Regions from separate parts of the Mus musculus genome. Here regions 1, 2, 4, 5 and 6 are each linked to region 3. The links are chromatin contacts, called in public Hi-C and HiChIP or PLAC-seq maps. All regions are on one chromosome and are shown on one strand. The core of a region is the stretch at or near the end of the contact, and the rest is flanking DNA. Distances in the headings are between cores, read along the strand shown.

Region 1 (4,562 bases), core at 983-3,482, 270 kb after region 3:
ACACTTGAGACAGGTGGTAGTGGGTGTGCTTGGCGGCAGTAGCGGCGATGGCAGCATTGCCCGAGCAAATGCCGGGTTTCTGGCTCTGCTGTTTCTGCTCAGGATTCTCTCATCTTAGCACTCTGCTTTACTCCCCACAGAGGGAAGTCTGTTTGTCCTCCTACCACGCTGACCAGTGTGATTGAAAGGGAGACACAGACACGGCCGCCACCACCAATTCCTCATCACCGACACCAGGCAGACAAGTAAGGATTCTTAGCTGCTTTCTCATTGAGCTTGTGCCGGCAGAGGAGCTGGGGTAAACTGCTGGGCTTCAGCTGCCATCGCTGGCCTCCTGGGGCTTGTCTTACGGCATGGTGTCCAGTACACATTGACGGGGCATCAGACACACTTGAAGCCTTAATTCCCTGAAGACCCAGGTTTATCTCCCTGTAGAGAAAGGCTCATCGTCTTTGCTTTCCTTGCAGGGCTCCCGGGAGCAGTACTTTACAGAAGATAGTGAAGGAGGCCGTGATTGACTACTTTGATGTCCAGGATTGAGAAGATAGATAGATTTATATAAAAGAATGATTCTGTGTATTGGAGGAGACTCATTTGCCAGCAGATAAATCATGCTCGTTCCTCCTGCCTGGCAGAACCCCAGCACACGTGCTGTCTTGTCCTGATACAGCCAAAGCATGAGTGTGTCAGAACCCCCTGTCTGGGCCTGTCCACAGACCTCTGGCTGTGTGGCCACTGGATTTTTAATCATGTGTTTGAAGAGGCTCCTCACATATCACTGTGATTACTAAGAGATTGGGGGAGTATCAGCTTTTATTTGGATAAATCAGAATTTTTATCCCAAACTGACTTTGTGGCACCTAGCCATAGTCTGGTTGTCCCATTTGTTCTGGTGGGCCTCACCTTCCTCATGAGGAAAGACGTGAAGCCCTGACCATTGGTAAAACTATGTCTGCAATCGTGTGTCTTAAACCTACCCATCTTATCCAAAAGCTCCCGGATGTCTCTAGACTGGTTAGGTTGCTTTATAGAGTTCCGTTTTCTCAAATCCCTGGCATTCTTTCAGCATGTCACCAAGCCTACCCCGGGACAGTTTAACTGTCTCTCATAATGGTAAGAACTTGGGACCAGCTCTCTCGCCATGTTCACAATGTGGGTCTATGACCATGTCCACTGTAGCCCTAAGTCCTCTGTGGTTGGTAGAGACTCTCGCATAGACAGCGGTACTGGGTTGCTTTTTTCCTAGGCTTTCAGCAGCCATGCTGACTCTCTCTGCATCTGAGCTCTGAACCACTGTTCAAATATTCAAAGTATGTGGACAGTCCAGAGTTTACGCCAAGCATCCTACTGTAGGCCTTCTTCAGTCTCCACTGTGCCCATCTGTGTGGCCCCTCTTCTCCATAGGCTGGACTTATCTTTGTTGTTGTCTTTTGGTTTTGGTTTGTTTTTTCAAGATAGGGTTTCTCTGTGTAGCCCTAGCTGCCCTGGAGCTCGCTCCTGTAGACCAGGCTAGCCTCAAACTCAGAGAGATCCACCAGCCTATGCCTCCTGAGTGCTGGGATTAAAGGCATGCGCCACTACCACCTGGCTTCTTTTTGCTTTAAAATAAACTTTGAGCCTCCCAAAACTTGAAATCATTAAACAAGGCACTTAATTTTTACTTGTATTTTGTTTATTGAGACAGGATCTCGCTAAGTTGCTTAAGCCGTTCAGATCTTAAACCCTCGACAGTCCTTCCTCAGCCTAAGTGCTGGCATTGCAGGCTCTCACCAAACCCAGCTGAGAGACACGGAAGGCTAAAGGAAAAACCAGTCTCCATGGAAATTACGGGGACATGGCAGCAGGGACAGGTGACAGGAGACAAGTGATGGGAAGAGCAGAGTCAGTCTCTTGGGCCTGTTCAGTACAGGGTCTGTGGCCTCACACAGAACAGGAAGTCAACAGCTGTCGTCCAGGGTCTGAGAGGGTGATTTGTGCATGCAAGAAAGGGAACTCTGACTTCTGAGCTGAGGATCAGAGCCCAGGGAATTCTAGCACCGCCAATTGGTAGAGTGGGGCCTTCCTGCTTGGCCTGGGATGTGAGGGTTACAGGAGTCACAACCTGGGCATCAGAGATGCAGCGTCTGTGAGCACAACACTCAGGTCTGGGAAGAGTGTGTCTTTTGTCTACACTAGTCGTGGATACAATGACATCTGGTGAGAGACAAAGGAGAGCTAGTGCTGAGGCCTGAGGCTGATAGACGGCGACTAGCTTCTGAGTCATGAGGCCATAGGCAAAAGCAGGCAGCAAGGCTGTATCAGCAGAGATGACTCAGCAGATAAGAGCACTGGCTGCTCTTCTAGGGGACCCAGGGTTCAATCTCCAACACACAGATGACAGCTCACAACTGTCTGTAACTCCTGTTGCAGGGCATCTGATACTCTCATACAGCAAAATAAAATAATAAAATGTATTAATTTAAATTTTATTAAAATTTTAAAATGTAACATTTTTTTAAAAAGTTCTGCCTTCCCAAGCCATCGTAAAATTAAAAAGAGAAAGGTCTGAATGTCATCATAGACTTGTCCCCCTGACCTCAGGCAGAAGTGTGTGGGGGAGAACGCGAAGGCTGCTTTGAGGCAAGAAGCCCAGGAGGCTACAGAAGTAGCTCAGCTGAGATGGTGGGGCTGCCTCTAAGGCAGAAATTCGGGTCAGGGAAGTAGGATCATAAGCCAAGGCTCACCAGGAAGCTTGTTTCTCTCTTGTCCCCAAGAGGAGCCCAGGCCCCATTGAAGGCTTCTCATGGGTCTTCTTCACTAGTCTATGGGTCGGAGAGTTCCAGAGACTGAGTTCTTAGTAATTTCACTGTCCAGCATGGCTGGCTCCTTTCAACCTTAGGGCCGTCCAAGTGAACAGAGAGATGCTTTGTGTACAGCTGAAGAGAAGCCTCCCTGCTGGCAGGTCTGTGAGAGACAGCTCTGGGTCCTGCCTGACCGTATTGAGGATCCCTTCCCATACGGCTAGACTTCTGAATTCCTGACTGAAAGGGAAACTCAACTCCTCTTCTAAAAGAGACATGACCAGACCAGGCCAGCACCTCGGTCTTCACTGACCTAACCTTAGTCGCCCACACCCAAGAGAAAGTTCTCACACAGCACATGGCCTCTGCATACATCTTCTGTACCATCGCTCATGGCATTTTAGAACCCAGGGTTCCACAGGAATTCTGGAAGCCACTCTGGTCCCTCAGCTTACAAGCTTGAAAGAAACAGTCATTGGGATAACACTGTGTGACCCCAATCAGGGATCAGGGCTGGTGAGGGTCAGGAAGAAGGTACGTCTTCAAAGAGTGAGCTGGGGCCCTAGCTTCCATGAGTAGAACTCACTTGGAATTCCTTTCCTATGGTCCAGGAAGCCTGTAGCTTGTTCTTCTGGCGAATAGACTTAGGAGATGTGGGGGCCGAGAGCCCAACTGAACACCAAGGTGACCAGGTTCCTCTGACCCAGACACTTTGCCTACAGTGGGTATCGGGTTCAGCATCCATAGGGCGGGAGTGATGGTTCCTACCCATGTGCTGGGCAGATTCTGCTACCTCCCAGTGAGCCAATGATTCTCACCTGTGTGCTGTGCCAAGCCATCATAAGGGGAAGTGGAGAGTCGGCATGCCACAGGGCATCAGAGCAGCTAAGCCACCAGCCCAGACCTGCACAGTCTCAGCAGGTGGCATGGGGGTGGGGAGAAATGGAGCTGTGGTCAGGTGGCCCTGGCAAGGCTGGAGCTTTCACTGACCCCACTTTGATCTCCTGCTGTGCCAACACAGCAGAGTTTCGAGTAAAGGAGTCTAAAGTCCATCTCTCCACCCTTTCCCAGGAACCTTTTGTAGCAGTCACCAAGATAACCACCTCATGGGCACCAAGCTTGACCACCACGTTCATCTCTCACTCCTCAAAGCTGCAGAAAGTATGTCAAGTTACTTTCCCAAGGTTCCACATGAACAGCTGAGAATCTGGGATCTCACTAGGTACCGTGTGTGCTCCCCACAGACCCACAGGACAGAGCTCTTTTGAAAACTCTGTAGGGCAGGATGGTCCAACAGGTCCTGTGAAGTGGACAAGAAAATGAAACAACAAGCTGAACCTCTCAGAAGACAGGACTTTATTTCTAGAGTGGCCACTAGAGAGCAGTATAGAACCCTAAGCCGGAGCGTGGGGTGTACTCACCCATCCTCCTGAAAGTACTGTAGTTCAACCTTTTTGTTTTGTTTCATTATTTTCGAGACAGTTTCTCTGTGTATGTAGCCCAGGCTGTCCTGGAACTCACTCTGTAGACCAGGCTGGCCTTGAACTCAGAAATCTGCCTGCCTCTGCCTCCTGAATGCTGGGATCAAAGGTGTGCCCCACCAGGGCCTGGAAGTTCAAACATTTTAGTAGCAGTTACAAACCATATTCTTGTCACGTTTTCATTTCTTTTTTTTTTTTTTAAAGATTTATTTATTGATTATATGTAAGTACACTGTAGCTGTCTTCAGACACTCCAGAAGAGGGAGTCAGATCTCGTTACGGATGGTTGTGAGCCACCATG
Region 2 (4,794 bases), core at 2,142-4,641, 370 kb after region 3:
AATAAGAGAACCCCCGGGGACAAGCGGAACCCCTGGCCTGTCCACTCTAGTTACCTTACCCAGAAACTGCAGGACACTTCTCAGGACCTGGTAGCCGCTCATGGTGGTATGGATCTTTCGTTTAGATACCAGGAAGGCAACCAGCATGGAGATGATGAATCCGTTAAATCCACCCAGGCCCTGAAAGAGAAGCATGACTGGACTGAGCTCAGGAGCAACCCTTCCCACAAAGAGGCGAGGAAACCAGGCCACCCACAACTCACCTTGTCCAGTTCCCGCTGCCTCAGCCAAACCTTCAGAAGTGCCACGCCATCCTTCAGGCCCTGGGCAGAGCCCAGCACACTTGCCAGCAAGTGCATGTGGGTCTCCAGAGCTACATCCTGCAGGATCCAGGTGTTATAGTGGGGGGTAGGCGGCTCTACGCAAACAAATGGAGACTATTAGAAGAGAAGGCTCCACCAAACCCCTGCCCACCAACACATTTCAGCACCAGTGCCTGCTCACCGTAATCCGGACAGCTCTGCCCTCGGTACCAGGCAGAGCGCACATTGTTCTTAGTTGGCAGCAAGCGGCAGGGACGGAAGAAGTCCAAGGGAGGGCAGGGAAGCAGGCGCACAGTAACTAGGCGCTCATCCTTCCCTGGGTAGAGACATGGAGTAGTGAGATTCTACAACTCCTAAAATCTGAGTGGGTCCCCTTAGCACCCCCTCATACTTGGGCACCCATGACTTCTGACCTCCTGGCCTCGAGGCTTCCAGACTTGAAGACCTCATGGCCCCCTCCAGATTTACCATCCCATACTGTGCACTAAGCCCAGAGAGTGACTCCCACCATGTGGCCGCAGCAGCAGCGAGGGCTTCAGGTGGCATCCACTCATGTAAGAGAAGCGTACGCTGCTGAAGAGGGGATCCTGGGCCAGGTGGTAAGCTAAGTGGGCCAGGTAAAGGGCTCGCTTGCGGAAGTAACGCTGGTTCAGCCCGTCTTTGTCCTGTAAGATTTCCTGGAGGAATCAGGGAAGAGAGAAGGTCAGACACATAAGTGTTCATGGAACTGGGGACTAGGTCAAAGCTAGGCTTAAGTCCCAGGAAGAACACACCCAATATTCAGACAAAGGGCACAAAGTCCCAAAGGGACCCTTTGCTGATCCTCTAATAGCCCCCAAACCATGGGCCTTACCCTGGGCATGGTCACTGCCACGTCCACATTGATATCTGGTCGCATACAAGTATCCAGAAGGTAGCTACCCACAACAGTGATCTGGGATGGAGGCCGGAAGCGGAAGGAGCCCTTCACGGCATAGGGCACTTGGTGGAGGGGCACTCGGACCCCAGCTGGGAGCCATGACTGGTCAGTGAGCTGTGGGGACAGACGCAGGAAACATATGGATTCTATCACCTTCCTCACAAAGGTGATAGAATCTAATACGTAGTAGATAGCATGCCAGTATGTTAGAAACTATAACTCACAATCTTCCACAAACGCCTTCTCCCTCTGTGAAGACAACTTGATTGACAGCTAAGCCGCCATGACTTATTTCTATTGTTACCCATTTTCAGGCTAGGAATGGTGGCTCACACCTGCAACTCCAGCATTTGGGAAGGCAGGAAGATCAGAAATTCAAGATCTCCCTTGACTATATAGCAAGCAAGTTCAAGGCCAGCCTGGACTGTATGAGACCCTGTCTCAATAAAAAATAAATACACAAAATAAAATAACCATTTTTGGTTGGAAGTAAAGGTTCACAACTATAATCCTAGCACTCAGGGGACTGAAGCAGGAGGACCACCACCAGTTTGAGTTACAGTACGGGTTACAAAGTTAAGATCCTATGTTAAAAAGAAAAAAGTGGGCTGGAGAGATGGCTCAGTGGTTAAGAGCACTTCCACAGGTCCCGAGTTCAATTCCTAGGAACCATATGGTGCCTTGCAACCATCTGTAACAATGCTGCCTTCTGGTATGTCTGAAGATAGCAACAGGATTCTCACATACATAAAATCAATCAATGAATCTTAAAAATGAAACAAAAAACAAAACCAAACAAAAGTGGCTCAGGCCCTCAATCTCCGTCCTTGGGAACTATGCAGGACAATCAGGAGTTCAAGGCCAGCCAGCCAGGGGCATGTAAGACCCTGTTCAAACAAACAAAACACCTACAAAACTTGTACAAGATGGAGCTACATTTGAGAGACAAATGCATGACCTGTGTCCTGGTTGAGTCTTCTTGCAATGAGAATGATCTCCTTAGTAACCAAGTTTCGTGGAACAGCAAAGAGGGTCTCATGACTCACTGTCCCAAGGCCATCTGCCTTACCTCAGCCTCAGGGACTGGAGGCACTTTCTGGATCCGCTTGGTAACCTCCTTCAGGAAATTATCAATCCTCTCTTTCTTCTTCTCTGACAGTCTGACTTCCTTTAGTAACTCCTCCACCTTTAGCAGGGGGAAGGGAGGAATCTGTGAGCCTCGGGACCCCACGGAAACCCCTCTAACCTATGCCCTGGCCACCCACGTACTTGTAAACGAAGCAAGGTGGAGTGGAACAAGATCTCGGTCTCACGGAGGCGATTTAGCTCCTCATTTGTAGGCTCCTTGTACAGCTCCTCCCGACTGAGGTTCACTGGCTGCAGGAGGCCTTCTGCAGGTGGCTCTGTTCTTGCACGCTTTCTTGAGGGTGCCTTCTCTTTGTCCATGCCTTCGAAGGCAAGTTCCATCACCTATGACCAGAGAGACAGAAACCAACATGCCAACATGAAATCGGGGGGGGGGGGGGGGGGGGGTATCTGTATCAGCTGACTCAAGTTTGTGGGTAAAGGGTTCATCTACTCTAGTTGTTCCCTTTCAGTGGGCGTTAAGATTTTTATAAAACTCGGGATAGCCATCACTGAGAGAAATCTGACAGCGTGAGGATGCAGTCCTGCTTAGACCTGACTGAGTTTGCCAGTCACTGCCTGAGGTAGTGCTCCAATGCCCTCCTGTTTCCGGACACCACAAATCTTTTGCTGAGACAGGCTTAGGCCTTCCCAAATATCACCTCTTCTCCTGCTCTATCCAGATCTCTCCAAGGCTAGATTCCCTAAAAATCATTTTCCCAGTAACCTAGGCCGCCCTGGAGTAATCTTTTTTCTATCATAGTAGGCCGCCCTGCAGGCTAGGTATCAGGCCTGACTATCTCAGGCTCTGTCGTCAAAATAAAGCACATTTTGAGCAACCAACCTCTGGGTCCTCAGTTGCTCGTCGGTGCTGCTCTCCGGCGGGGGCCGGTCCCATCTTCACAGCAGGTCTCTCTCCAGCACTTGGCATCCAAGCCGGATCTACCCCGTAGCTTCCCACGTGGGCCGAAACGCCAACTCCAGGGCTCAAACCCTTGCCCCAGGCCCCACCCACTGCAGTTCCATTGGGCTAGTGCATGCCGTCTCGCTCACTATTGGTCAGTGGTTCAAAGGAACCCGCCCATTGTGGGAGGAACCAAACAAGGTCCGCCGATTTACAGCCTCGACGCCGCACTAAACCGGAAGCGTTTGGGACTGCAGCTCGTCGCGTTCTTTTCCTCACTTCCCTTTCGGGAAGGGAGGAGCTTACTGTGGCTTCCGGTGTGATGGGGTTTTGTGTGTGTGTGTGTGTGTGTGTGTGTGTGTGTGTGTGTGTGTGTGTGTGTGTGTGTGTGTGTGTGTGTGTGTGTGTGTGTGTGTGTGTGTGTCTGTCTGTCTGTCTGTCTGTCTGTCTGTCTGTCTCAGCTTACTGTGGCTTCCGGTGTGGTGGGGTTTTGTGTGTCCGTGTGTGTCTCTCTGTCTGTCTCTGTCCGTCTGTCTGTTTTCGCTAGTGGTTCACAGCATCTAACCGTGTCTATGAGCAAGTTATGTGATTTCTACCTCCAAAATGTATCTTGAATTTGTTTTTTTTTCTGTTTCCACAAACAGAAAGTTCAAGTGTCTAGCATAATAGCATAGCTTCTCTCCAGCTTTTCCTTCTTAAAATATAAGATAACCTATTCAAACTCCAAAACTTTAAACACAGAACCATCGTAATAGCGAAGTTCTAAGTACTTTGCCAATTTACTTTTATTTACATATTATTTTAGAAAACTACTTGGAACTGGGCATGGACGCTCATCCCAGTAATATTCACGATGCTGAACCTGAACTATGAGGGACACTCTCAAATGACACTTTAGCATCTACCTTTTAAGACTTCTCATACTGGGCTGGTGAGATGGCTCAGCGGTTAAGAGCACTGACTGCTCCTCTAAAGGTCCTGAGTTCAAATCCCAGCAACCACATGGTGGCTCATCCATAATTGACAGCTACAATGTACTTACATATAATAAATAAATAAATCTTTAAAAAAAAGACTTTCATATCTAGCCCATGACCTGGGACCCACACGAGTAGAAGGAGAGAAGTGATTTCTGCGAGTTGTCCTCTGACCTCCACAGTGCATTCAAGTGATACCTGTGTGCTTTCACACACCCAACATGAAATATAATTATGGGGGAAAAGAGTTTTTGCAAAATAACAACAAAAAAATTCCACCCTGGAGACATGGCCAAGAGCTTAAAAGCATTTGTAGATCATGCAGAGGACCTAGGTTTGGTTTCCCAGCACCCACGCAGCTTTGAAACTCTCAACTACTGCCTGTAATGCCAGTCCTAGAAAATCCTTTGGCACCAGGCACTCCTGTGGTACACACACCTATATGCAATAATTTTGTTTTAAAGTCTCACTATGCATCCCGGACTGGCCTGGATCTCACAGAGATTCATCTGCATCTGACTCCTGACTGCTGGATTATAGACATAG
Region 3 (5,103 bases), core at 1,250-3,749:
TTAATGACTACCTAAAAGTAATCTCAGTTTCCCTGGGTCTGATCTTCAAAACCATACCAAGAAATAATTTCAGTTTGGGAAAAATCTTGAATCTTCCAAAAGGGAAGAAAGAAAGAAAGACCCTGCTGTGTCTTGACAGGTACATCTTACATGCAGTTAATCCCTAAGTGCTTAAGAGAGACTCACTGATGCTTCCCAATTAAGGGCCCGACCAAAACCGTCAACATCACCTCACTCTTACCTGTTCATAGAGATCAATAAGGGTTTTGTCTGGCAATTTCAGAGACTGTATAGCCTGTAAAACAGTATCCCAATGGCCACTATTAATATCAGCCACGAAACTTTCAATGCTGTCCACAGTATTCAGAGAGACAGTAGTTTCCTCCTGTAAGGTGGCCAGTGCCCGATGTAAACTGTTCTCCTTCAAGTACTGCATGATTAGTCGGATCACACTGAAAGAAAGAAAGAAAGTCATTTAGTCTGGAGATTGAAAGGAAGTTGGTAGCCATTATTATTCTGATCACTAGATCTACTGGACATTTGTGTGAAATACTTTAAACCTGAAATAGTTAATGACATTTTCCTTTTTAAATCAACTGGCCAGGCAGTAGTGGCACACTTCCTTAATCTCAGCATTCAGAAAGCAGAGGCAGGTGGATCTCTGAGGCCAGTCTGGTCTACAGAGTGAGTTCCAAGACAGCAAGGACGACACAGAGAAACCCTGCCTCAAAAAAACAAAATTAACAAATTGAGTCATCTAAAATGCTATAAAAAAATCTGGTCTGTTAAAAAATTGAGTTCTAGCATTCTGGAGGCAGAGAAAGAAAGGAAGGTGAATCTCTCTGAGTTTGAGGCCAGCCTGGTCTACAGAGTGAGTTCCAGGACAGCCAGGACCCTGTCTTAAAACAATAACAACAACAATAATAATAACAATAATAATATGAACATGCAGTTATTCCTCATATAGAAGGGTATTCAAGACTCAAAGATTGGTCGTTAAGGCTATTATTAGACCTCAGGGTAAAATATCCTTTGCAGTTCCTGTCCCGACTAACATTATCCAACACGTTTTGTCGCTGTTTTATTTTTCTACACAGGGACCATCTGTTACTGCGTCATATTTTATTTACTGTTTTTGTCTACTGTCTGCCTCCCGCAATCAAAGCATATATTCATTTAAAGACGATTTATAAAGCTGGGGGTTGGCACACGTCTTTAATTCCAGCACTCCGGAGGCAGAGGCAGGTGAATCTGAGTCTGAGACTCACCTGGTCTACAGAGTGAGTTCCAGGACAGCTACGGCTTCACAGAAAACCTTGTCTCAGAAGCAAAACCCAGGAAAAAAACGACTTACATATAACTGAGTTAAAAATATGTATCTCACCGGGCGTGGTGGTGCACGCCTTTAATCCCAGCACTTGGGAGGCAGAGGCAGGCAGATTTCTGAGTTCGAGGCCAGCCTGGTCTACAAAGTGAGTTCCAGGACAGCCAGAGCTATACAGAGAAACCCTGTCTCGGAAAAAAAAAAAAAAAAAAATATATATATATATATATATATATATATATATATATATATATATATCGCTATGAAGAGGCTCAGGCTGGACTCCAGGCCTTCCTACTTGCCCATTTAATACTGCGATCATAGACGTGCATACTTCACATCCAGCTTCAGTCTTAAAAATACATAGCAGGTTTCAGACTCCGCCGACTTAATTAATAAACCTTGCTTTTCTGCAGATCTTCAGAACATGCGTATCTCTCCCCTCCACTCAGAACACAGCTGTTTGCTAATTTCATAATTTAATTTTACTTTTCAAAAAATAAAAGGCGGTGGGTGGAGTCCTGGGGAGTCCAAGCAAGACTCTTCAGTCACTCACTCCCCGCCCACCTGGCTCCTCGTCGCCGTCCCCGCCTTCACTAAGTCTCATTCTTCTGACTCAATCAATATTCAAATTCTGTGTCCACAAAGAGGTTCTCTCTCTCTGCAAATTGCAAACCAAATCAATACACCACACTGGATCTAATCAGATAGGAGAAGCAGCAGAGTCTTTGGGGTAACTAGTGCTTGGACCAGAAGGAAGAGCTGAGGGACTGGCGGACACCCGGGCAGCGCCGAGGGCGGTGTGGCTAGCAGAGGAAACCACAGTAGTCAGGTCTACTCGGTGTGCCCCAGCACAGCCCGACGCCGGGGCCCAGGGGCTCCAGACGGCCCGCCCCACGGCTGCTCTCTCGCGGGCCCATCTAAAGAGGGAGCCAACCCGGAAAGTGCTTCGAGGCCGCAACCTCCGGCGCGCAGCTCCCCCTCCAACGTCCTCCGACCACCCTCCACTCCACCCCACGCCACGCCGCGAACACGCCACGCCGCGAACACGCCACGGCAGGACTCACTCGGAAGACTCGATTTCGATCGACATAGCGGTAACGCTCCGGGTCCAGGCCCCACTCAGCACACAGCCGGTCGCACAACGCCGCGCGACACTTCCGGCGGCCGCGCTGCGACACTTCCGCTCCGTTAGGGTCTAAAGGGCGAAGGAAGAACACGCCCAGGTGGGCGGGGCGTGAGGGGCGGGGCCTCGCGAAAGCGTGGCAGGACTACGAATGCCCATCGGTTTCGCGAACGTACACACAGGTGGAGTCTTTCTACAGCCTTGGCTGTCCCGCCCTCCTCTGCCTCCCTAATGCTAGGATTAAAAGTGTGCGCTATCGCGCTCAGATCCAGCTAAGAATTAAGTTGGAAAAAGCTGCGGTTACGGAGAAAGAAATGTAACCAAATGCGAAGTTATAACAGATCTGAGACTCCTTTCAATATAGAGTTTAAATCATACCTTACTGGTATGGCATGACAGAGCTGAGGACATAGCTCAGTGATCAGAGTGTTTACCTAGCAAGTCAGACGCCCTGGTTCAATCCCCACTAATAAAAAACCATACATAAATATTGATGAATTTTATAAATAAAGGCTAGGGAAAAGGTGGGATGGACATGCAGCTTATAGCTGGCTTCAAACTAATTATATAGTTGAAGATGCCCCTACTTTCCAAGGGCTAGAATTACAGATGGCATCACAGTGCTTATCTCCAATAAGAGCTATTTTAAAATTCTATTGACAAAGTACATATATATGTATACACTTATATATATATACATATTCATACATATACATATACATATATATACACACACACAACACAGTGGCATGTCTATCTTGTGAAATTACATATTGAGATAGTTTAGGGATTTCTAATGGCTCTTGTCTACCTTCCACACAATTTCTTTACAGTCTCCTTTTTTCCCCCCAGTGCTAGGTATCAAAACCAGAGCCTTTCAATATAGCCGCTCATATGCTGTTTATGTTTTCATTTTTACTTGATTTTTGTTTGTTTGTTTTGTTGTATTGTGTTTGGTTTTTGACACAGGATTTCTCTTTGTAGCCCTGACTGTCCTGGAACTTGTTCTGTAAGCCAGGCTGGCCTTGCTGCCTGCCTCTATTCCTGAGTGCTGGGACTAAAGGAGGGAAATTTTTAAAAAGAGTCGTTTGAAACTAAGTAGAGAAAATGACATATGCTACTGTTACAATGAATGGGATCTTCTAAGGTGCTTGGATTAAAGAGGTGTATCACCATGCCCAGCTCTTTCACGTTTCAAATCACCTATTTCCCATCAACTCTAAAGAACACAGTCTCAGCCAAGCAGTGGTGGCACACCCCTTTAATTCCAGCACGGTGGAGGCAGAGGCTGGAAGCTCTGTGAGTTCAAGGCCAGCCTGGTCTACAAAGTGAGTTTCAGGACAGCCAGAGAAACCCTATCTCAATAATAAGTATAATGACTTCTGAGATAGTCTCATTCAGAGCACAGCATAGGAATTTATTTCTTTCTTCTTTTCTCTCTCTCTCTCTCTTTCTTTCTCTCTCTCTCTCTCTCTCTCTCTCTCTCTCTCTCTCTCTCTCTCTCTCTCCCTTCCTTCCTTCCTTCCTTCCTTCCTATCTTTCTTCCTTTGTTTCTTTCCTTTGTTTGTTTGTTTGTTTTCTGAGATTGTGTTTCTGTGTCTCCATGGCTGTCCTGGGATGAGCTGATTCTCCCCTTCCATCACTTGGAAGAATATTGAAGGGAAGATTACAAAATATTGGGAGGTCCCTGAGTCAAGTACTGCTGAGAACATACTGCAGAAATCCCTATGAGAAATGGTTCCAACAGGCAGGCTAGATAGTGCAGGCCCCTAATGCCAGGTACTCAGGAAATAAGGTTAGAAGATCACAAATTCAAAGCCTTCTCAGGCTACAAGGAATTCAAGGGCAACTTAGTGAATGCCTATCTAAAACTAAAAGGTGGGAGGAGGAATGACGATGTAGCTCAGTGGTAGAACTTGCACAGCATGTACAAGGTTATGGGGTAAATCCTCAGTACTTACTACAGAAAACAAGTAATTCCAAACAAATATTCATATTCTCTTAACTTTTTGCTTACTTTAACCTTAGAAGGATCTTTTGGAAACGAAATCTCTGGGATAACATTGTAAGAGTCTCTCTGGAATAAGCATTCCGACACCAGTGAGAGTGGAACACACATTCACCAAAGCCAGGATAGATCCTCAAAGATGCAGAGCCAGCTGCACATTTATTTTATACTCTAAAACCACAAGGTGGGCAAGCCAGCAGGTTAGCAAACAGAAGCAAACAGGAAGTTAGCTAGGGGAGCTTTGGTTTTTAAAAGTGTTTCAGTTGACTGGTGTAATCTTTTGTGGTCAGGTTGCAAAGGACAACGACCTATTGTTTGTCTTTCTACCTTATTCTACTTCACTCCCTCTTTTTTTTTCCGGTTTTTCGAGACAGGGTTTCTCTGTGTAGCCCTGGCTGTCCTGGAACTCACTCTATAGACCAGGCTGGCCCCAACCTCAAAAATCCACCTGCCTCTGACTCCCAATGCTGCGATTAAAGGTGTGTGCCACCATGCCCAGCTCACTCTCTCTTCTTATGAATCTGTCTTGAAGAAACAGGTTGGCACTCCTAGAATATCATCAGTAGGTTTATTACTCTCATTCTAGTTTTGGTGAACCTGGACAGGGTCTTCAAGATGCAAAGCCTGAACGTTGTCATTTTAAGA
Region 4 (4,748 bases), core at 631-3,130, 310 kb after region 3:
GTGTGCCACACAGTCCGCCCATGGATCTCTGCACTGTCTCCATTTGCTGTACAGAGGCTCTGAAGGGGAGGTAGCTCCTCTGTGGGAGAGAGCAGGACTAGAGAGTAACATCTAGTATCTCCACTTTGCTGACTAAATGATACTTTTGCAAGCCTCACAAGTCCGTCTGCTTCACATTCAGTGTGAGTGGATAGTGGATTCAGGATGTCAGCCTGGTCCTTCCATGTCAAGTTCCCCCATCTTCTTATCTTACACCATCTGATAATTTCCTTGACTTTATCTATCTATCTATCATCTATCTATCTATCTATCTATCTATCTATCTATTTATGATAGATATCATTTAGCCCAGGCTAGCCTCGAATTTGCTATGTAGCCAAGGGGTGACCTTCCTGCCTCCACTCTACCAACTGAGCTATATCCTCAGCCTTCCTTTGAATTTTACCTAAATCAATTTAAAAAGTCTTCCAGAATAAAGCTTTTTGTTTTTCTGAGAGAAGGACTCATGTAGCCCAAGCTTACTGTGCAGCTAAGGATAACCTTGGACCTGACTCACTTCCGAAGTGTTGAGTTTATAAATGAATGCTACCTACCACACCTGGCTAAAACGCCCCCCCCCCCCCCGGGAAATAAAGGATCTAACAAGAGTAGAGATTTTTTCTGTCAGAGTAAGTGGAATAGCAGAGGAGTCAGGTTGAGGGACTTTCACCCTCATGAAAGGATGGGAGAAAAGCCTGAGCATGCATCTCAGAGATAGAGCGCTTACTTACACAGCATGTAAGATGCCTGATGAGTCCTACGCCTAGATCCATCCTCTCTCTCTCTCTTTCTCTCTCCCCCCCCCCCTCTCTCTCTCTCGATGGACTAAGAGCGAGAGCAGGGGAGCAGCATAGGAGCCTCCTGGCCGGAGCCTGTGCTAGCTTGTTGGAGGCATCCTTATTCAGGGGTACTCCTGTGTCTGTGTGGTGAGTCCTTTGTGGCTCAGGCTTTGTAGACGGGATCCTGTGAGCTTAACTGCAGCTCAGCCCTTTCATTTGTACTGGTGAGTTTTAGTGCAAGACTTATGTGGGTATCGGCACCAATGCTGGCAGAGTAGATTGAGTTGCTATGGAGTGTGGTAGGTGCCTGGTAGTTTTCAGTGCTAGGTGAGAGACTATTGAGCAAGAGTCTGCTGCCAGTCCCTGACCCTGAGTCCAGCAGTAGGATGTTATATGCTCATTTCCCAGGCAGTGAGATAGATTGCCAGCATGTGGGGCTGGCCGACCAGCCCTTCCCTTTGCAGCCTGGCCTCTCAGCTTGAACCCCTGGCATAGTCAAGAGGTCCGGCAGCCTCAGGCACTCTCCAATCTCCAGTGTAATCAGCTGGCAGCTGGCTCAAAATCACTGGACTGTTGTGGGGGATCCAGGTGTGACAAGGCCTGATCAGGCTGCCTTTTAAGGACACTGGACCTCCTGAGCTCTTTGGGAACAGGGATTCCAGGATCCTTCCTTCAGAGGGAACCCAGCAAGTGCACGATAACTGGATGCTGAAAGACCCGAGTCCTCTCTGCCCTCGGTGGAAGAGAAATCGTTTATGCTGGAGAGCAGCCTGTCTGCAAGTAGAATGGGGAGAGTCTCTTAGGCATCTGCATGAATTCACGCCTCCAAGATCCTAGGAGAAGATGGTCCTGTCTCTACTTCCAGGCTGTTAGCACCTCGGGGCAACCTGGCCCAGTTAGCCTGGGCATAACAAGCCTCAAGTCTTTCTTTCCTGCAGCAGCCAGCCTGAACCCCCTCCCCACCACGTGTGACAACTGGGGTGGGGGTAAGTGTTGGGGGCAACTCTTAACCCTCAGACTCTGCCCCCTTCTACATGAGGCTTGTACTGGCGCCCCCTACTGGTGGTCTATGCAGATTTCTTGGGCTGGAGATCCCTGCAGGCACCAGCCAGCTGGGAACCCCCACCTAACTAGAAAACTCCGCCTCGCTTTGAGAATCTTGTCCGCCTGGCTTTAGCCCCGGGGTCCTCCTCTAAAGGAGATACTTGGCTCCAATCAGGGCAGCCCACACACTTTCCTGTGGCTTCCAAGTTTTCTTACCCGCCGCTTGTCACCTGTACCTGCTTCACTTCTTGCTGTGTTGACTTCAGCGCCATCTCTGTTTGCTGTGGCTAAGCCTACATACGGAGTGAGGAGGAAATCTCTGAACTGAAAGTGTGAAGCTAAAAGGCAACAAGCGAGTGTGGGGGTGGGAAACCGAGGGAGGGACAGAACCTAGTCCGGGCTTCTCAGCTGGGGGAGAGCAATTGTTCAACACCACCACCCCATTCCCCACCTCTGGGACACAGCCTAGGGGCAGGGATGGGTGGAGAGACTTTCCCAGCCTCACTACTGGCAGGTCCTAACCTGTTACATAGCTAATTTGTTTTTGAAGCTCAGCCCCAGAACGCTAATGTTTCGAGGCTCCAAAAGGCTAAACGCACAGTTCAACAGAGTACAAATCCTCTCTCCCTTGCCGCCCTTAATCCTTCTATTACATTACTCAAGGAACGCCAGTCACCACTGTGGAAGACACAGTCTTCCCAATTTCCCATATACCCATGACAGCCATGACAGTTCACAAGGGTTGCATGGCAACCCTAAAGGGACTACTACCCCTCTGGTTTTTGTTTTTGTTCTTGTTTTTGTTTTGAAAGATTGATTTATTTATTTTATGTACATGAGTACACTGTAGCTGTACAGATGGCTGTGAGCCTTCATGTAGTTGCCAGGAGTTGAATTTAGGACCTCTGATGGCTCAAGTTGACCCTGCTCACTTCGGTCAACCCTGCTTGCTCAGACCCTGTTTGCTCTGGCCCAAAGATTTATTTGTTATTATAAATAAGGGCACTGTAGCTGACTTCAGATACCCCAGAAGAGGGCGTCAAATCTCATTATGGGTGGTTTGTGAGCCACCATGTGGTGGCTGGGATTTGAACTCAGGACCTCTGGAAGAGCAGTCAGTGCTCTTACCTGCTGAGCCATCTCTCCAGCCCTACCCCTCTGCTTTTTAGAGTGGACAAGTTAAAGAAACCTCTGACAGTCACTGTGTGACAGCCTGGGGTAGTCCATACTTCCTGGCTCCTGGCCCAGACTCTTTGCCCCACTTCAGGCGTCTCTCAAATCACAGAGCAAACCAGGAAGGCAGAACCAGGCCACAGGCATTGGGGCAGGGGCCAGCATGTCCACTTCTGGTGTATGCACGCAACACAGGCCTGTGCAGAAACCACTCTCCAAGCAAGTTCCATGGGCAACCTGAGGCTCTCTGTGTATTCCCACAGAGCAGACAGTGTGCAGAAAGGTGAGACGGAGCTCTGACATCTGAATCCACCACCACCTTCCGTTCTTGCTCCTGTAGGTCCGAGATTGTGGCCTATAGCCTGTGTATGCCCTCTCATGGACAGGGTGTGAGAGCTGCCATGACCTGCAGGGGAGGGGGGCTTAAAGAATAAATAGGAAAGTTGCCAGCCATCATCATCATAGACTTAGGGTGTCTGGCTTTGCCAGCTGTGCCAGCCAGGCTCTTTGAGAAAGGAGCTGTCATTGGCACCTTGCCACCACCAAGGCCTCCTTACCTAGTGGCTCACCAGGATTTGAAGCTACACCCCACATTTCTGCCCACATACTATTTGCTCCTTTACAGTGCCTCTGCCTCAATTACCCAGATAGGCCGTCCCAGCTGCATGCATGGTGATATCCTGTTTACATACAGATCCAAGTCGCAACACGACATATCTAGCTATAGAGATGGGCAGGGGTGCTACATTCTGTAGACCTCTGCCACTTCCTGAACAGTCATAATAGGATAAGGGATGAGTCATCTGCCAGGTTTTGGGATCTGCTGAGCCATCAACATAGGAAGCTCCAAGCTCCCTGGAACAACCCTCTGCCTCCACTCTGCCTCCACATCTAGCCAGGCCTCCTAGACTAAAGGCAAATCTCCTATAAAAAACTATTTAATTTCATACATGTGAACAAAGAACCTCTGTTCTTTTAAAACATATATATGATAGGTCAGAGGTGTAGCTCAGTGGTATAGCGCATAGCGCAAACTTAGCAAGTACAAGGTACTAGATTTAGTCCCCGGTGTACACGTACACTCACAAACACACACACTGGGGTGGAGTAGCTAACTTCTCTATGCTTCAAGGGCTATCAGCCAGCGTTTGCTTAGCCCAAATGCCCTGTAGGAAACACCTTCAGGATAAACTATCCCAACAGCAAGTAACTTTTGAGAGAAATGGTTTATCTAAGTTCACAATCCTACACTCTAGCCCATCACCACAGAGAAGTTACAGCATCAGTAGCTACAGGTGGCTGATCACATCATAGCCACAGATAAGAACACAGAGGAGTAAACACATCTCTGCTTGCTTGCTCTTACTTAGCTAAGCTTTCTTCTCGTATACAGTATAAGACGCCAGGCCTAGGGAATTGTGCAACCCTTAATGGACGGTGTCTTCCCACACCAGTTCAGGTACTCAAGAGAAGTCTTCAGGGGCCCACCTGATCTAGACAATTCCTCAATTAATATTCTTTTCAGGAGATTGTAGTTGTCAGAACTAACCACCACACTGGCCATCATAACTACTCTTACAGAGTTCCTCTCTCTCTCTCTCTCTCTCTCTCTCTCTCTCTCTCTCTCTCTCTCTCTCTCTCTCTCTCCCCTGGAACTAAATTAGTTCCTTATAGTCTACCCCCAGAAATCCAATCTTCATACAGCTGTCAGCA
Region 5 (4,873 bases), core at 957-3,456, 460 kb before region 3:
GCTTTGGGGCAGAACTGAAGATAGCAGCTATCAGCTCAGGGTTTGGCTAGATCCAGCGTGTCTGCCTACTTAACTGATCTGGAGCTCTAACTCAGCTTTAAATTCAATTCTCAGTGATGGTTTTCAGAGCTCTTGTTATCCTGCCTCCATCTTGGCTAAACTTTTCAATTCTTCCCTCCCCTCCCGCCATGAAGCCAATGGCTCATTCCCCCTCCTCCTGTGACCAGGCTTGCTTGCCTTTCTTTCTTCAAAAAACAACTTTATGCCAATTCTTCCTCTGCAGACTCTGGCCTCTGTAGCCCACGAGTTTCTTCTTCCTCTGTTCATCCAAGGGCTTCCTTGGGTGTTGAATGTGTGCTGAGTGGGGCCCCACAAATAGCTCAGTTGAGAACTCTTTACTAATGTCACATGTTGTGTACCCTGCCTATAATGGAAATAAACACACATCATATATTCCGGACCATCTTGGAATGGAGGTTATTAAGAACTTTAATTAGTGTGGAAGCAGGATTGACAGCATGAGGTGTCACAGTGTCTTGAAAGAAGGCGCGACGGCGCTGTGAAAGCTGACAGGCCCCTTCCTAAATACCCTACAGCGCAGGCGCCTCACCGGAACTCCTCATGACTAAAGCTGCAGGAAGCGTTTCTACACAAGATTCATCATCTCCATCACAGCCTGATTATCCGGCTCCCAAACTCACACTGCCAGAGTGCGTTTTGTGGTTATGCTTTTCAGCTGTGTTGCTGATGTTTTTGATGTTTATCAACTGCGTGCTTACTCTGAGACCTGCACAAATGCGTCAGAAAACCCAGGCATCTTTCTGAAGGAAAGGTCTGTTCTCTCAGATACGCCTCTCCTTTAGCTTCCATTTTCCTCTCTTCCATATTCATTCATCAGTGCAGTTAACAAGTAAACGCCAAACCTCTAGCTTATGGCAAGAAAGTGGGTTCTGTGTCCACATCACAGTCCCTTGAAGGTCATAGGGCTAGAATAGGAGGGTAGTAGGCTGTGTGTGGACAGTTAAAGCTCCTAAGGTCTGTCTGACTGGATAATGACAGTTATCAGACAGGGATTTGGGGAAGGTGAGGAAAATATGGAGGATATTTTAGAAGCCAGGTTCCACGTTATCCAAATTCAACCCCAGATCCCTGCATAAGCTGCAGGAGAATCTGGCAAATGGAATTTAGCTTTTTCCCAGTGGGAATATAAAATGAATTTGGAGAAGAAATTCTCTACATCCACTGGCTGTTCCCCCACCCCACCCCATCCCCGCCCCCGTCCCCTGACCCCGTATACACATTTTGACACTCCCTGTGATGCTAATAATGTGTGGTGTTGTGTGAGCTCAGTTGCCTCTCTAACAAGCATATGTACCTTGCGTCACTTCCCATTCTGTGAAAACTGAACCTTACCTTATACATAATGTCTTAATTCTCCGGGAAGACTTCACGGCGGGGGGGCGGGGGGGGGCGAGGGGCAGTGTGAAAGACGTCAGCGGGAAAAAAAAAACAGTTATCCATGGGACATGAAATCAGTAAATAACTGAACTTTTGAGAAGCTGGTTGAGTATATATCTGCGTTCAAATTAATCAGTGCAGGAATTGAAACTGGGATGCATTTATCAGTAGGCTGAATGACATCTGGAACAATTAATTTGCTACCATCCCCCGAGGAATCTAAACCAAGACCTTGGACGGGCTAAACACTTGCTGTTCCCCTAAGCTACATCCCCAAAACCCCCAATCCTTTTATTTATTTGTTTTGAAACACAGAGTCTGGCTGTGCAGTCTCTCCTCCTGCCTCAGCCTCGGGAGGCCTGGGATTACACGTGCTGTCACACCCAGCTAAACTTGGTATTCAAAGAATCACGGATAGGGCGCTGCGGTGCGGTTATAGTTAGAGAACTCCACTAGGTGGCGCTGTTTAAAAGCGTCCCAAATTCCAGGGAGCGGTAAAGCTTTCTGACGAAAGGCAACCCCACTTCCTGCCTTTTTGAGAATTTAGGGCGCTTCGTTACCAATTGTAGCTGGTTTTCCTAAAACACCATTGATGTGGTAAATGTAATATTTTAGCATGACATGGAAAATGTTTTAGTAAAATAATTCAGCCTAAAGTTTTCTTAAAAGAAGAAATCATTAAACAAACCATTTAAAATGAAAAAAAAAACCTGTCCCGAAATGACAGCCTGTCGCCCAAAGTGCAGAGTCAGCAGCAGGGACTCAGAAGGCAGCCCAAGCTGGAAATTTCCCTTGCTCAAAGTGGATTTTAAAGCCAACACAGATTCTACTCCGTTTTTTTCTAAGCTCTATTTTGAGATAACATATTTTGAAATTCCTAAGGTAATCTGCTAAGTTATATGGATTCTGTCAACTCCAAATAAGTCCAAATCGCCCAATTAATTCTCCCTGTAACTAAAATGTAATTATTATAAAAGCATCAAACCCAGAATTTAATAAGTGTTGCCTCATTTGCTATCATAAGGAAAACCCACAGCTGCTGATGAGACAGAACAGGGACGAGTCGTCCCTCCGTCTATGCAGCCATTCATATAGGTGTCCTGGGTCCCAGGTGTTGGCTCATATCAGGAACAGGGGGATTTGAACTGGGGAGATGGCTCAGTGATGACTCATTTGCCAGAGTTTGTGTCTTTAGAACCCAAAGACAAAGCCCAGCAACCGTAGTGCCTGAAGGCAATCCTAACACTCAGATGTCAGAGACCGCATCCTCTGCTGGCTAGCTAAGCCTAGTCCGCACTCGTTCTCCGGACAGCACATACACAAAGCATTTGCCTGCAGATGTACGAGGGCTTTCATCTGGTAACGCAGGCAGAAAATTGACAAACTGGAGAATGGGCCCATCTTATGTTCTTACTCCAATCCTTGGCTTGCTCCAGGGAGACCAGGGATGCAGCTCCTGCCGTTTCTGCTCCCACTATCCCACAGGGAAATTGACAGTAACGTTGGTTTGCTCCGGGCAATGATGGAGGTTCACACAAGAGCACCTACGCCTACCATCCACCCCCCCCCCCCCCCAGGATCCTTCATATACTTAAATGGAACTCTACATTCAACGTCACTTAGCAGTTCCAAAATTTCAACAACTGTTAACTGAGAAATCGGAACACTGCATTCTGGTTAGTACCAAAGCCGTGTAAATGACCTTGGATAGTTTACAGAGAACACCTTCTATTCTTGTTTTTTACAAAACCATGGGAGCCACGTGTTTCCTATCCAGGGACACTTAAGTCCAAAAAACAGTTGCATAATCTTCTTGTGTTCTTGCCTGCGTCAGGAGTTAGAGTAAGGGGTTCAGAGTCAAGAAATTAGGGTTGGCTCCGCTGATGGGTAAGTTATCCCACCACCGGCCATGAGGAAGGACTAGATTTAGCTTTCCTTTTTAAAGAACTAGAAACAGAGCAAAATACATGGAACAATGGCTTAAAGACACCAGATACTAGGCAACGTGGGTTCATGATACAGGATAGAAATGAGAGACAGGAAATGGGGCCCCAGCTACCTTGATTTGGCACTGGAGGGAGTTTCTAGACTTCTGAGCCAAGCAAAACCGAGTCATCGAGTTTAAGAGACTGTGACTGAGGTTTGAGGAGATGATGACAGCTTGAGTCCCTCTCAGACAGGAAAGGTTACATGGAGCTCAAGTTATCAACTGAAAAATGACCTGAGTGAATAGGAGGGGAAACTTCTGTAACCAGAGAAATTCCAAGACATCAGTACCAAGCCTGTGCCAGGCATGTGAAAGAGGAAGAAAATGGCACCTGTACCTAAGAAACCAATCAATAGCCATAAAGCAAAGTGATAGATGATGGAATTATTGATAAAATATTCAAAACCTAAAGACACAAATCTGTGAGCTAAAAATACTGGTAGAGTCAAATATAAAACAACAATGGATGTTATTCGTTCAATTCATTGTTCATGAATTGTTCAATGAGGAATGAATGACTGACCTTCAAGTCTCATCCAGATCTAAGAGTCTACTATTGTTCCGGAAATTCTGGAAGTATACAGATTGTTGTTTTGCTTCCGTTGAAACAAATTAATCCAAATATTATTAACAATATCATAAATATTATATTATTATTGTTGTGTCAAGAAAGCGTTGTCAATAGCCCTGGTGTAAACATGTAAGAGGTGGTAATGATGCCTATTGTGTGGCTAGTTCCTATTGTGTGGCTAGTTCCTATCGTGTGGCTAGTTCCTATTGTGTGGCTAGTTCCTCCTGATGGAAACATCCCCTCCTGGACCTAAGGACGGAGACCTGTGGAACTCACATGAAAGTTAAAGGACCTCAGGAGGAAGTTACAAATCAGGAGGCTGGGGGTCCCAGGGGCAGAAGCTGTTGCTGAAGCAGAGGAGCATCATTGGAGGAGCTGCCTGCAAATTGGGCATGACCCGGAGTAATGCAACCTTCTCGAGCAGACCCTATGCCGAGGTTGAGCTTCCTGGTGATGTAACTGCCCCAGTCAGACAGGTTCCTGTAAGCAATCCAACTAAACTCACTGCTTCACCAAGCTAGAGAGGTGGGGTCCTGGCCGGTATGTTACTGTTTTGTTAACTTGATGCAAGCTAGAGTTATGTGAAAAGAGGAATCTCGGTTGAGGAAATCCCTTTATTAGATTCCTTGTAGGCAACTAACTCCATCTGGGAACTCTTTCTGTTTGTTTGATTGATGTGGGAGGGCTCAGCTAACTGTGGGAGGTGCTGACTTGTGTAAGAAAGTAGGCTGAACACGCCAGTTAGCAGTTGTCCTCCATTGCCTTGTTGCTACATCATAATTGTAATTTTGCTACTGTTATGAACCATAACGTAAATATCTGATATGCAGGATACCTGATATCCTATGAAAGGATTG
Region 6 (4,901 bases), core at 95-2,594, 410 kb after region 3:
CACAACCAAAACTTTAGGACCATTAAGGTTTTCTCATGCAATGTGCAGGGTGCACACATCAGTTAAGGATGAAGTTTTGTTCTTTGATTGAGCAGGTGGTAGACAGCTGTCTTTTTTATGAGTTAATTTTATCAATAACCAATTATAAGTGTTCATTCATGCCCTGTGAAGGGTAGCACGATGACCCTTTACCTGTCCTGTTTGTTTCTCTTGAATTTTTCTAGTTCTTGAGGGGGTCTCCCCGTCATATCTGATCCATATCACTCTGGAGTCCGAAGCCTCTTCTCCTTTCCTGTCAACACAAAAGCAGAGACTTTCTTCCAGACTAACAAGTCCTTGGTCCAGTAACTGGAAATCTTTAACTGTTTAGCTTGACCTCTCTCCCAGAGGGATTTTAGTATAACTACTAAACTCAAAACCATACTCATTTTGATAAATAAAACAGTTCAAAGTAGATAAAAGCAATCTAAACAAATATTAAACGAGTCAGTGTTTTTGCTGTCTCGTGTCTTCATGAGATCAAGGCCTAAATTATTTAATATTCCTGTCCACTTACTGTATGGGCCTATTTCCAGGCTCTCTCTATATAATTCTCAAGGCCTAAATTTCTACTGTCTTAAGATAGGCTAAGCAACCTATTCTCTGCCTTTGATATAATTTTTTTTTTTTTCCGAGACAGGGTTTCTCTGTGTAGCCCTGGCTGTCCTGGAACTCACTCTGTAGACCAAGCTGGCCTCAAACTCAGAAATTCTCCTGCCTCTGCCTCCCAAGTGCTGGGATTAAAGGCGTGCGCCACCACGCCCAGATGATCTAATTTTTTAAGATCAATATGCCTCAATGAAAAACAATTGAGGCATACATTTCTCTGTAATTAACTTTAAATTTCCTTCTGCTTACTGTATGCACCTATTTCCAGGCTCTATTTATATCATACCTGGCAAAAGCAATCAATAGAAATCTTGTGTCAGCCACATTCAAAGATCCCTAGAAGTTGTCTTGGCAAGACTTTTACACATCTTTAAAGCATTTATTCACTCATTCTCTCTACCTCCGCTGTTCTGTGGAGCTTAATATTTGCTGCATCTACTATCTGGCTTTCTGCCTCAAATCTTAAGCTCTTTGTATCAGTTCTGAACCGCAGGAAGAAATTCCCACGTGGCTTGGGCAAAATCTGTATTCCCTTCTATCTTTTAAGACAAGTAAATCAAATGTTAAAAGTCTATCCTTTGATTACCTGCTTGTAAGAAGCAGGCTGCTCTTTTTGTTTGTCTCTCACTGCCTTCTTCCTGGTCACAGCCTGACTGCACAGCAGGAGTTCCCAGCCTCTCCCCTTCAGCTCTCTCTGGCTGTGGCTGTATTCCTTTGTTCCAGTTTTCCTAGCTGGAGCCATAACTGGGCTCTGCTCTGTTGAGAAACCAGTTCTTCCCTCTTCCTAGACTTACATCATTTGAGTGTGGGTATACCATCCTAGACTAATAGTGGATTCTTGCCTTCCTCATTGTGTGCCATCTGTTCCATGTATCTTTTACTACTCGGCTTTAAGCTCTGAGTGGACTGACTACTCTACCAGCCCCACCAAGGTTCCCTTGGATCTGTGGATAAAACACACACACACACACACACACACACACACACACACACACACTCACAAACTTATTTTCAGCCTGCATTATTGGCTCAATTGCTAGGTGCTTCTGATCTCCCACAGCTAGCTTGCCCTTCCCAATTTTCTTAGCTCAGCATCCTAAATCTGTTCTCAACTTTTCACTCCACCCTAGATCTCACATGGCTGTGGCCTTTTCTCCCTCTGAAACATTGCAAAAGCTCTCTTCCTCCTCCTGAGTGTCTTAGCTTGCCTGTGGTTCCTGGAAGTCCCGTCTCTTTCTTTCTGCCCAGCAACTGGCTCCTGGCATCTTTACTGATCTATGGAGAACCAATTGGGGAACAGGACCTTAGCATCAGAACCACCCCCTACATTTTTGTTTGTTTTACAGTGCTAGAAACTGCACCCAGGATTTTGCAGCAAGTGCTTAGTCTATCATTGTTTCACAGCCAGAGCCCCCTTTGCGGGCCCCCAGATAAGATCCTCCCTGCAATAAGGATAGCTTTGAACTCAGAGTTCCCGACTCAGCTTCTGACAGCTCTGATTACAAGAATGCACCTATGTGAGTCTATTGCACGCATATTAAGCTGGCATAATTTTGTTTTATTTTATTTTATATATAACAGTATACAAGTATTAAGTCCAGAACATCATATTCTAGAATGATGGTTATATGATGGGTGGTATCTATGTTCCACCAGACTGGGATAAGTGGAGTTAAACAATTTATACAAAATGTGAGATATTTTTGTCTTGGAATTTCAGGAAATCCTTCCCATCTAAATCTGATCTGATCTTGGAGAGAGTTTGCTGCCACCTGGTGGCCATGGTCTACCTTATTATAAAAATGGTAATGGGGCAGATGTAGCTGGCTAAGACTTCTAGGCTTTGGCAGCATTTTTATGTGAGGTTTGTTGATGCCAGGTTCTTTGTCAAAATCCTGGAGGGTTGGTCCAGGAGAATACTGAGGACGCAAAAGGCCTTCTCTACCTCTTGCTTTCGAAGACAGATTTTGTTTCCAGGCCTTGACTTTGTGAGGACTGGAGTGAAGATGGGTAGATGTGTTAACTCTTCACTCAGTGATTTTTACTTTGTATTCAAGAGTTGGCAGGCTGGGGGCCTGGAGAGAGATAGCATAGTGGTTAAGAGTCCTTGGCTCTTGCCAAGGACCTGGGTTCAATTCCCCAGCACAACATGGAAGCTTATAACTGGTTATATGTAGCTCTAGTTCCAGAGGATCTGATGTCCTCTTTTGGCTTCACACTGGGCATCAGGCTTGCATTTGGTGTACATACATACCCATTCGAGACAAAAATGTTTATACACATTAAATAAGATAAAAAAGTTTTTAAATTTTACGTGGTGTCTGAGAATACAGTTTAGTGGTAGAGTACTTGCCCGACATGTATGTGGCTGTAGGGTCAGTCTCCAAAATCATGTCCAAAGTATTTCCTATGTTTCTTCAAATTAGCAAATGAAGGAGGGCCGGGCGTGGTGGCGCGAGCCTTTAATCCCAGCACTCAGGAGGCAGAGCCAGGTGGATTTCTGAGTTCGAGGCCAGCCTGGTCTACAAAGTGAGTTCCAGGACAGCCAGGGCTATACAGAGAAACCCTGTCTTGAAAAAAACCAAAACAAAATTAAAAAAAAAAAAATGAAGGAGGGAGGGCGAGAGAAGAAGGAGAGGTGGGGGGGAGACACACACACACATACACACACACACACACACACACACACACTCTCACTGGGACTCTACCCCAGGGTTTCACATGTACCAAATGTTAAAACTTCAGACAGATTACAAGCCTGAAGACACATGCCTGTGCAGCTAAATATTTCAGTTTTAAAAATGCTGTCTTCCAAGTTGGTGATAGTTGCAAACACTTGTGATCTGTCTATGGCTTGAGAATTCTGATGTGGGAGTGAGAGGATCAAGAGTTCAAGACCAGCCATGACTCCATAGCAAATCAGGGAATTAAAGACTAAGACAATCAGTAAATAAAATAATGGCTCAGGGGTTAAGAGCACTGGCTGCTCTTCCAGGGGTCCTGAGTTCAATTTCCAGCAACCACATGGTGGCTCACAACCATCTGTAGTGGAATCTGATACCCTCTTCTGGTGTGTCTGAAGGCAGTACTCAAATACATACAATAAATAAATCTAAAAAAAAAAAAAAGAGCATTGACTTGTCTTTCAGAGGACCTGAGTATGATTCCTAGCGTCTGCATGGCATCTTACAACCATCTGTGACTCCATTCCCAGGAGATCTGATTGCGTCTTCTGGGTCTTCTGGGTTCTGTGTGCATGTGGTACATAGACATATGCTTAGTTCTTTGGAAAAAATTACAGTGTTGTGCACAATGCAAGTGAGTGTGTGTGTGTGTGAGAGAGAGAGAGAGAGAGAGAGAGAGAGCTCAAATGTGCTAATGAGTTATGCTTCCAGCCTCAAAAAAAATTTTATTGTTTAAGATTACTTATTTTACCTGTGTGCCTAAGTGTATGTATATGCATCACGTGTGTGCAGGTGCTCATGGAGGCCAGAACAGGGCTTTAGGTGTTGTTTTGTTTTGTTTTGGTTGGTTTTTTGAGACAGGGTTTCTCTGCGTAGCCCTGGCTGTCCTGAAACTCACTCTGTAGACCAGGCTGGCCTCCAACTCAGAAATCCTCCTACCTCTGCCTCCCAAGTGCTGGGATTAAAGGCATGTCTTGTCTTGAAACTTGAATTACAGGTGAATCTGAGCCACCCTGGTGTGGGTGTTAGGGACCAAATTCTCTTGCAGAGCAGTAAATGCTCTTAGCTGCCACGTTTGTTTTCTTTGTTTTGAGACAAGGTTTCTGTAACTTATCCAGACTGGCCTTGATTTTTTTTTTTTAAATTTGTTTATGTGTGGCCATGTGGTGGTGGTGCACATCTTTAATTCGGGGGAGGCATAGGCTGGTAGATCTCTGAGTTCAAGGCCTAGTTTCAGGACAGCAAGGCTACCACAAAAAAAATCCCTGTCTGAACACACACACACACACACACACATTTGTGGATTTATATGTGTGCATGAGTGCAGGTGCCCATGAAGGCTAAGGGTGTTGGGTCCTCTTTCTGCCAGTGCTGGGAAACAAACTCAATAATAGCAGTAGATGTGGCTCTTTCTTCCTACCTGTTCCAGAGACAGCTGCATCTTCTTTTCCTGTGCAGTGCCAGCCTTGTCCTGTAGACAAAATGGTAAAGGATTTGGCCATATTGGGTGCCTGGTTACCAGGGTTGCCGTCTGCTCTCCACATGGCAAAGTGGAGATTGTTGTCATCA

What was found. A called contact is a pair of places that touch in the nucleus more often than the background predicts. HiChIP or PLAC-seq counts read pairs in DNA pulled down with a chosen protein or histone mark.
Region 1: a contact with region 3 is called in a FOXA1 HiChIP or PLAC-seq map of pancreatic cancer cells. The contact joins the enhancer-like site here to the promoter of Smu1 in region 3. A contact is called at or near these places in 21 of 39 promoter capture datasets (the 3T3-L1 cell line, 3T3-L1-derived adipocytes, the C10 cell line and 12 more), 2 of 15 datasets of contacts at CTCF or cohesin (the NIH/3T3 cell line and large pre-B cells), 11 of 484 Hi-C or Micro-C datasets (the G1E-ER4 cell line, bone marrow-derived macrophages, embryonic stem cells and 3 more), 24 of 115 datasets of contacts at active chromatin or transcription factors (the 230-238 cell line, the HPC-7 cell line, the SCID.adh cell line and 12 more) and 3 of 9 other capture datasets (adipose tissue, embryonic stem cells and pancreatic islet).
Region 2: a contact with region 3 is called in a Hi-C map of CD8 T cells, with 4 times the contacts expected there. The contact joins the promoter of Nol6 here to the promoter of Smu1 in region 3. A contact is called at or near these places in 8 of 39 promoter capture datasets (cranial neural crest, embryonic stem cells, frontonasal cranial neural crest and 5 more), 53 of 484 Hi-C or Micro-C datasets (B cells, CD4 T cells, CD8 T cells and 31 more), 17 of 115 datasets of contacts at active chromatin or transcription factors (the SCID.adh cell line, Th17 cells, bone marrow-derived dendritic cells and 10 more) and 3 of 9 other capture datasets (adipose tissue, liver and pancreatic islet).
Region 4: a contact with region 3 is called in an H3K4me3 HiChIP or PLAC-seq map of embryonic stem cells, with 3 times the contacts expected there. The contact joins the enhancer-like site here to the promoter of Smu1 in region 3. A contact is called at or near these places in 3 of 39 promoter capture datasets (the 3T3-L1 cell line, liver and pre-B cells), 2 of 115 datasets of contacts at active chromatin or transcription factors (embryonic stem cells and large pre-B cells) and 1 of 9 other capture datasets (pancreatic islet).
Region 5: a contact with region 3 is called in a Hi-C map of the P5424 cell line, with 2.3 times the contacts expected there. The contact joins the enhancer-like site here to the promoter of Smu1 in region 3. A contact is called at or near these places in 1 of 39 promoter capture datasets (liver), 1 of 484 Hi-C or Micro-C datasets (the P5424 cell line) and 1 of 115 datasets of contacts at active chromatin or transcription factors (stem cell-derived neural progenitor cells).
Region 6: a contact with region 3 is called in an H3K4me3 HiChIP or PLAC-seq map of bone marrow-derived macrophages, with 2.6 times the contacts expected there. The contact joins the enhancer-like site here to the promoter of Smu1 in region 3. A contact is called at or near these places in 4 of 39 promoter capture datasets (cranial neural crest, frontonasal cranial neural crest, pre-B cells and 1 more), 1 of 484 Hi-C or Micro-C datasets (embryonic stem cells) and 1 of 115 datasets of contacts at active chromatin or transcription factors (bone marrow-derived macrophages).

The regions. Positions count from the first base shown.
Region 1 is chr4:41,024,334-41,028,895 of GRCm38.p6, forward strand. It overlaps Nfx1 (nuclear transcription factor, X-box binding 1), which reads left to right. Exons shown (of 24, transcript NM_023739.3): 23 at 141-245; 24 at 468-1,659. The coding sequence ends at 540. Among named protein-coding and RNA genes, the nearest start is that of Aqp7, 22 kb to the right of the region's middle. Within about 2 kb of position 2,233, at least 79 of the 459 cell types and tissues checked have an H3K27ac peak or open chromatin away from gene starts, as enhancers often do. A contact at or near this core is called in the G1E-ER4 cell line, the HPC-7 cell line, the NIH/3T3 cell line and 8 more, where this site is marked.
Region 2 is chr4:41,120,948-41,125,741 of GRCm38.p6, forward strand. Nol6 (nucleolar protein family 6 (RNA-associated)) reads right to left here and starts at 3,392. Exons shown (of 26, transcript NM_139236.3): 1 at 3,212-3,392; 2 at 2,512-2,712; 3 at 2,312-2,428; 4 at 1,177-1,356; 5 at 832-1,000; 6 at 505-639; 7 at 264-418; 8 at 60-180. The coding sequence starts at 3,298.
Region 3 is chr4:40,755,386-40,760,488 of GRCm38.p6, forward strand. Smu1 (smu-1 suppressor of mec-8 and unc-52 homolog (C. elegans)) reads right to left here and starts at 2,500. Exons shown (of 12, transcript NM_021535.4): 1 at 2,392-2,500; 2 at 242-452. The coding sequence starts at 2,417.
Region 4 is chr4:41,062,236-41,066,983 of GRCm38.p6, forward strand. No RefSeq gene overlaps it. Among named protein-coding and RNA genes, the nearest start is that of Gm25637, 14 kb to the left of the region's middle. Within about 2 kb of position 1,881, at least 35 of the 459 cell types and tissues checked have an H3K27ac peak or open chromatin away from gene starts, as enhancers often do. A contact at or near this core is called in embryonic stem cells and pancreatic islet, where this site is marked.
Region 5 is chr4:40,299,380-40,304,252 of GRCm38.p6, forward strand. No RefSeq gene overlaps it. Among named protein-coding and RNA genes, the nearest start is that of 4930509K18Rik, 11 kb to the right of the region's middle. Within about 2 kb of position 2,207, at least 26 of the 459 cell types and tissues checked have an H3K27ac peak or open chromatin away from gene starts, as enhancers often do. A contact at or near this core is called in the P5424 cell line, where this site is marked.
Region 6 is chr4:41,163,832-41,168,732 of GRCm38.p6, forward strand. The region is part of intron 1 of Ube2r2 (ubiquitin-conjugating enzyme E2R 2); the gene reads left to right. Among named protein-coding and RNA genes, the nearest start is that of Ube2r2, 30 kb to the left of the region's middle. Within about 2 kb of position 1,345, at least 50 of the 459 cell types and tissues checked have an H3K27ac peak or open chromatin away from gene starts, as enhancers often do. A contact at or near this core is called in bone marrow-derived macrophages and embryonic stem cells, where this site is marked.